Linked DNA regions of Sus scrofa: region 1 is linked to region 2. The links are chromatin contacts, called in public promoter capture Hi-C maps. All regions are on one chromosome and are shown on one strand. The core of a region is the stretch at or near the end of the contact, and the rest is flanking DNA. Distances in the headings are between cores, read along the strand shown. Region 1 holds the start of WEE1 (wee1-like protein kinase). Region 2 holds the start of EIF4G2 (eukaryotic translation initiation factor 4 gamma 2).

Evidence for each region. Promoter capture Hi-C pulls out the DNA fragments that hold promoters and counts their contacts.
Region 1: a promoter capture Hi-C map of fetal liver shows a contact between it and region 2, with 5 times the contacts expected there. The contact joins the promoter of WEE1 here to the promoter of EIF4G2 in region 2. A contact is called at or near these places in 1 of 5 promoter capture datasets (fetal liver) and 1 of 2 datasets of contacts at active chromatin or transcription factors (alveolar macrophages).

Annotation. Positions count from the first base shown.
Region 1 is chr2:49,892,918-49,896,008 of Sscrofa11.1, reverse strand. WEE1 (wee1-like protein kinase) reads left to right here and starts at 1,500. Exons shown (of 11, transcript XM_003122982.4): 1 at 1,500-2,358. The coding sequence starts at 1,783.
Region 2 is chr2:48,665,275-48,668,111 of Sscrofa11.1, reverse strand. It overlaps EIF4G2 (eukaryotic translation initiation factor 4 gamma 2), which reads right to left and starts at 1,522. Exons shown (of 22, transcript XM_021083319.1): 1 at 1,376-1,522; 2 at 1-21. The coding sequence starts at 1,522.

The DNA of each region.
Region 1 (3,091 bases), core at 251-2,750, 1.2 Mb before region 2:
TAGAAATGAATGTAAACAGCTATTAGGCCCATGAAAACCGTCCAGTGATATGAATCAAAACAGCAAAACTACATTAACAAACATTAGGTCCTGCAGTGGCGCAGTGGGTGAAGAATCTGACTTCAGCAGCTCTGCTTGTGGAGGAGGTGCAGGTTCCATCCCCCACCAGGCACAGTAGGTTAAAGGATCAGCTTTGCCACCACTGTCTTGGCTGTGGCTGGGATTCAATCCTTGACGCCTGAACTTCCATATGCCGTGGGTGTGGTGGCCATAAAAACAAACAAACAAACAAACAAAAAAACCCACGTTAACGAATGTTATCCACTGATGTCCAGAATTCACAAAGGGTGTATTCTAAGCCAATACTAGTGAGAACGTAATTTTTTTCTCTCTGAAGAGCGGTGTGGCAGTTTATATCTTTGACCCAGCAATCCTAAAGAATAAAAACGGCAAAATAAAACACAGGAAAAAAAAAAAAACGCAAGGAGGAAGAATATTCTTTATGGGGTTATTGACAAGTAAAAGATTGTTGGAATCTTCTCTGTGTGACAGTAAGGGATGGAGTAAATCACAATTTAACGTGGTGCTAGAGAAATTTTCTCAAGTCCCTTTGAAGTTTGCAGCGAGCTGAGCCATTCTATTTTGCCAACACTTGCCCATGAGCTGGCAAACAAATATAAACAGCGTGGCCTGGTGGTGGGCGCTCGGTTTTGTGCTTACGGCCGAACTTGGGGCGGCTTTATTTACTGTGGACAATTTGCGGGAGCCGGGACATCTGAGGGGACCACAGCCTGGGGGCGCTCAACTCCCTATGGACACACTGGACCCTATCAGCCACTCTGGGGTGGAAGCTGAGGCTCAGAGGCTGCCCCGCAGCTGGTGACCTCGCCTGGAGAACTCGAGTGTCCGCCTTCCTGCTGACTTTGGTGTCCCCCTAACCAATTTGTTTACAGTTCAGAACTGTCCTGAGAGACCTCGACCCGGGAACGTGACTTCCCACAGCCACGCCCACACTGCCTCAGGGGCCGGCACCAAAGGGACGCGGGGCAGTAGGTTGGTATCCAGGGACAGCGCCCGAGGGCCACTGCAGTCCCCCGCTCGCCCAGACTTGCCGGGACCCAGAGGCGCTCTCTCGCCGCCCGTCCGATTCCAGACTCGCGGAAGCCTTGCGGGCGGCGAACGCGTCCAGGGCCGCGCTGGGATCAGCCTAGCCAAGCCCTCACCCTTGGTCCCACCCAGAGGGCGGCCTCGGCTCCACCTTGGCCCGGTCCGGGCGGCTCCGGACCCGCGGCTCGAGTGATCCCGCTCGCTCATAGGCCCGCGGCGCCACGCCCGCCCAGGCCTGGCTGGGCGCCGAGCAGGGTGGGCGGAGCCAGCGAGTTCGCGCCAAAATCGCGTAGCCGATCCCTCCCCCGCGGGGTACGTCGCGCCCTCCATTTTTTTCAAACCCTGAGCTGGGCGGGGATTGGTGGGCTGGGCACTCACGTGGTTAACGGTCGCGGGAAGCCGCGGAGCCCGAACCTGTGGCTGGACCTGCGGAGACCCCAGCCTCGGCGCCCGGGCCGCCCCTCCGCTGCCGGACAGTTCGCGCCGCTGCCGCCCCCACCATCCGCCGTCCCGAGCGTCCCGGAGCCGCAGGCCGCCGCCGCCGCCGCGCAGGCCCGCCGCCGAAGCCGCTAGGCGCGCCCAGTCGCACGTGGCGGACCCGCCCCCTGGGCCGGCAGTGTCCTGGACTCCGCGGGCCCCGATTCTCCGGTCCTTCGCCCCGGCCCTAGGGGCGCGATGAGCTTCCTGAGCCGGCAGCAGCCGCCGCCGCCCCGCCGCGCTGGGGCCTCCTGCACCTTGCGGCAGAAACTGATCTTCTCGCCCTGCAGCGACTGTGAGGAGGAGGAGGAAGAAGAGGAGGAAGAAGGCAGCGGCCACAGCACAGGGGAGGACTCGGCCTTTCAGGAGCCCGACTCGCCGCTGCCGCCTGCGCGGAGCCCCACAGAGGCCGGGCCCGAGCGCCGCCGCTCGCCCGGCCCGGCCCCCGGCAGCCCCGGGGAGCTGGAGGAGGACCTGCTGCTGCGGGGCGCCTGCTCCGGCGCCGACGCGGCGGGCGGCGGGGCCGAGGGCGACTCATGGGAGGAGGAGGGCTTCGGCTCTTCGTCGCCGGTCAAGTCCCCGGCGGCCGCCTACTTTCTGGGCAGCTCGTTCTCGCCCGTGCGCTGTGGCGGCCCGGGGGATGCGTCCCCGCGGGGCTGCGCGACGCGCAGGGCGGCCGAGGGGCCCTGCTCGCCGCTGCCCGACCACCCGGGCACCCCGCCGCACAAGACCTTCCGCAAGCTGCGGCTTTTCGACACGCCGCATACCCCCAAGGTGAGAGGACGCGGCGGCCCGAGCAGCCCGAGCCCTTGCCGGCCCAGCCTTTTAAAAAGGCCGCGGCGCTGGGAGCCGAGCGCGGCGCTGCCCGGGTTCAGTTACATAACCGCCTGGCCGCACCCCCGCTCTCTCTCCTGCGCCGCAACAAAAAAGTTGGCAGCCCCTCTTTGGGGCCCTGCCCAGCAGTTGTCCGTTAAAGATTATGTAACTGAACAATGGCCCTCGTCTGGAACTTCTTCATCTTTCAAAGGGCTGATCGGCGCCGTCCAGGTGGCTGACGATTTAACGCCCGCAGTCGGGGCCGCCCCGAGCACGGCAGCCGGGAGTGTAGCACCGATAACGTGGTTTGGAAGGATGCTCGAGTGGTGCTGGCCCGGCCACCTGACACTCCCGAGCGCCGCAGCCATCTGGTGCCTTTTAAACGCAGTGATCGGTCCTGTAATTTGGGCGGCGCACGCAGGAGTTCGGTTGAAAAAAAAAAAAAAATCATGCGCTTATCGTTTTGTGTCAGGTGGTCTTATGGGGGAAAGTTTGAGATACGGAGGGAGACTGCACTTCGACTTGGGAGAAAAGGCTGGCTTTCAAGCCTTTACAGTCTTAAAGACTCGTAAATAACTCAGGGTAGCCTTTAAGCCTCCTTACGGACAGAATATTTATTGGGTAAGCGTTTCTTTATACTCTCGAGTTTGGACTGCCCAAGTTTGGTTACCCTAAGTGTCCTGATTAGGAA
Region 2 (2,837 bases), core at 273-2,772:
GGGATGGGAGAAACGAAAAACCTGGAATGAGAAAAGAGTACCAAAATTAGACACCACTAACATACAAATCTATAAATCGTCTTCCATTATAATTTATTTCAGAGCCTGACACTGCAGTTGACTGAACTTACACTGCATTGCAGAACTCCTAAGACTCAAGAAGGTTCTCAAAACACAGGAAAATTGTTTTACTACCTGGAAGTTCTCGGTGTTTGAAGATGCAAGGAAGAACCTACACAGCAATAAACGAAGAGCTAAATGGCTAAGAACTAGTCTTTGAAAAAGCCACACACTACCTCCTTTACAACTAGACACCGAGATCAATAATAGAAAGTCTAACTCTGATACAGAGGCACGTTATGTGGAAAACGTAGTTGTTACTGCCTCCGGGACGAGCAACAGACTACATGAAGGGCTTAACTGAAGTCTTGGGTTCTCACCGCTGCCCATGCTCTGAACTAGGCGCAGAGGGCTCGCGGGAAGACGCGAGGCACCGGGTGCACAGCGCCTGGCACTAGGCAGGCGGAAGACCAGGGCCACAACATGGCAGCAAGAACCTCCACCCAATTTTTTCCCTTCCTGGGAACAAAAGAGCAGTGGATTCCTCCCACCCGGGCCGAGTTAGGAAGTGCTTCCGACAGCCTCCCGGCGAAGCTGCCGGGGGCAAGCCTCGGGGAGGAGCGGAGGCCGCCCCCGCGGCCCAGCGCCCGGCTCTTTGTTCTCAGGCAGGAAGACGGCCTCCTTCCCTCCAGCGGCCCCCTCCCACCCATAAATCCCCGAGGAACTGACAGCCGCCTCACCGCCGCCTCCCCAGCCGACAAAAGCTCAGAAAGCCTCGCTTTCCCTCCTCTCCCGTCACAAGAGAGGCCGCCGGGGCAGGCCCTTCGCTCCCCCACCGCGGGCAGCCCGGCCGCTCTCCCCGCCGGCCCCGGGGCCCCACACACCTCCCCGCCGGGAGCTGGGCTCCGGGACGCCTCCGCCTCGGCTGGTCCCGCGCCAACGGCCGAGCCCTCCCCGCCGGGCCGCGACCCTCCCCACAGCACGCGCGGCCCTGCCACGCTCTCTCCCTGGCCGAACACAGCCGCGCTTCGGCCCGCCCCGGTCCCGCGGGTACGGCCGCCGACAGCCACCGAGACTGTCGGGGGCCGCCGGCTCCTTCTATTCCATCAACAAGGGGAAGAGAAGACAAGGGCGAGGAAGTTCCAGGTGCCCGGAGCGCGGAGGAAACGCTAAAAAAGGGTCGCCCCACCCGGCTCCGCCTGCGTCCGCCATTTTGTACCACTCGAGAAGAAGCGGCCAGGGACGGCGGCCATTTTAGAGCGCTCCACTCGGCGGCGGCGGCGGCGGCGGCAGCGCCAGCGGCGGCTCCACTCACCTTCACCGAGAACTCAGCAGCTGCCGCCGCAGCTGCCTCCTCGGATCCGGTCGTCGGGACGGGGAAGGGAGGGGAAAGGGGAACGGAAAACAAAAAAGGGGGAGGGAAGGGGGAGGAAGGAGTCGGGACCGGCTTGAAACGCTCAGCTCAGAGGAGTCGCTGCTGCAGCCACCACCCGATACTCGCCGCCACCTCCATAGAGCTCCGACTCGCTGCTGGCGCTGAGGCGTGTCTGAAGCCGAACTTATCACTCTAGGGCAGCCGAACCCACCAGAGCCGCCCCGAATGGCTCCTTCGCCACCCAATCAACAGCCGGGCTGATGTTCGCCACCAATCGGCACCCGGCCGTGGGGAGGAGTCACAGAGCCAAGCTCGGTTGCGGCTCGACTCCGCCGCAGTGCGCAAAGCCATATTCGCGAAGGCTCTGAGGCCAAGCCAGTGGCGTAAGGGGAACTGAGCGCGGACGAGTTGCGGACCACTTGCGTAAAGTGGTAGAGCCCTCTGAGTCTGCGTTGGTGTGGCCGCCTGGTCTTCCTCCTGTCTCTTTGTTCCAGGAGTCCGTATCCCATGCTGGAGTTGGACAGTCCCTCTACCTGGTTTTCTCACCAAGAATGTGGGAAGGAAATTTGTCCTTCCACCCGACCCGATTCCTGTCCCTTGCGTGTGCGAGTCTTGATTTTCCTGGCGCCCCCGAGGAGCAGAGATTGCCCTTGGCAGGCTGGGCCTCCCTGGGAGCGGCCTGTAGGGCTGAGGCTCTGCGCCCCGGGGCGCAGCGCCCGGAATGACTGGTCTCCAGGTGCTCATCTTCGGCAGCCTTTGGATGGGGACGCCCGGAGACCAGACGGTGCACCCAAATGCGTTAAGAAAGCTTCCTTCAGCTCCCTATTTAGTCCACCCCCTGCAGAGTGAATGAGAAAGGGATGAAAGGAAGGGTTTTATTGTCTTTGTACCTCACTAGACAAGCAGCTTTCCCCAAGGGAATATCCGGCCAGCGGTGGTACGGGAATACCCAGAATATGCCAGAATTCTTTGGAAGAAGTGTTTGCGGAGCGCGGGCGTCTGGAGGATTTTAATTGCTAGCTCCTGATTTGTTTATTTTTTAAGCACGTTGAAGACTGACAGCTTTATATTTCCATTTTATATAAGGTCTATCCTACAAATAGGATTCGGCTTTTCAAAGCCGTCAAGTTGAACTATTTATACTTCTCAGGTAGTATTTTAAGGGAGAGGTCCAGTAAGATGAAGTATTCCATCGTTTGCGACATTTTAGCTATACAAAAATGGAGTCATGTCTCTATATACTTAAACAGCAGCTCTGTCCCCAGCTTCGTTTTGAACACAAAACGAAGTTCTTGATACAATGTGTGATCAGAAGCAAGAAAGTGTGTGCGCGCGCGCGCGTTTTACCTGAACGACTTTTAAAGAAAATGTCCAATAAAGAGGCAGGATTTTTATAGAGTCA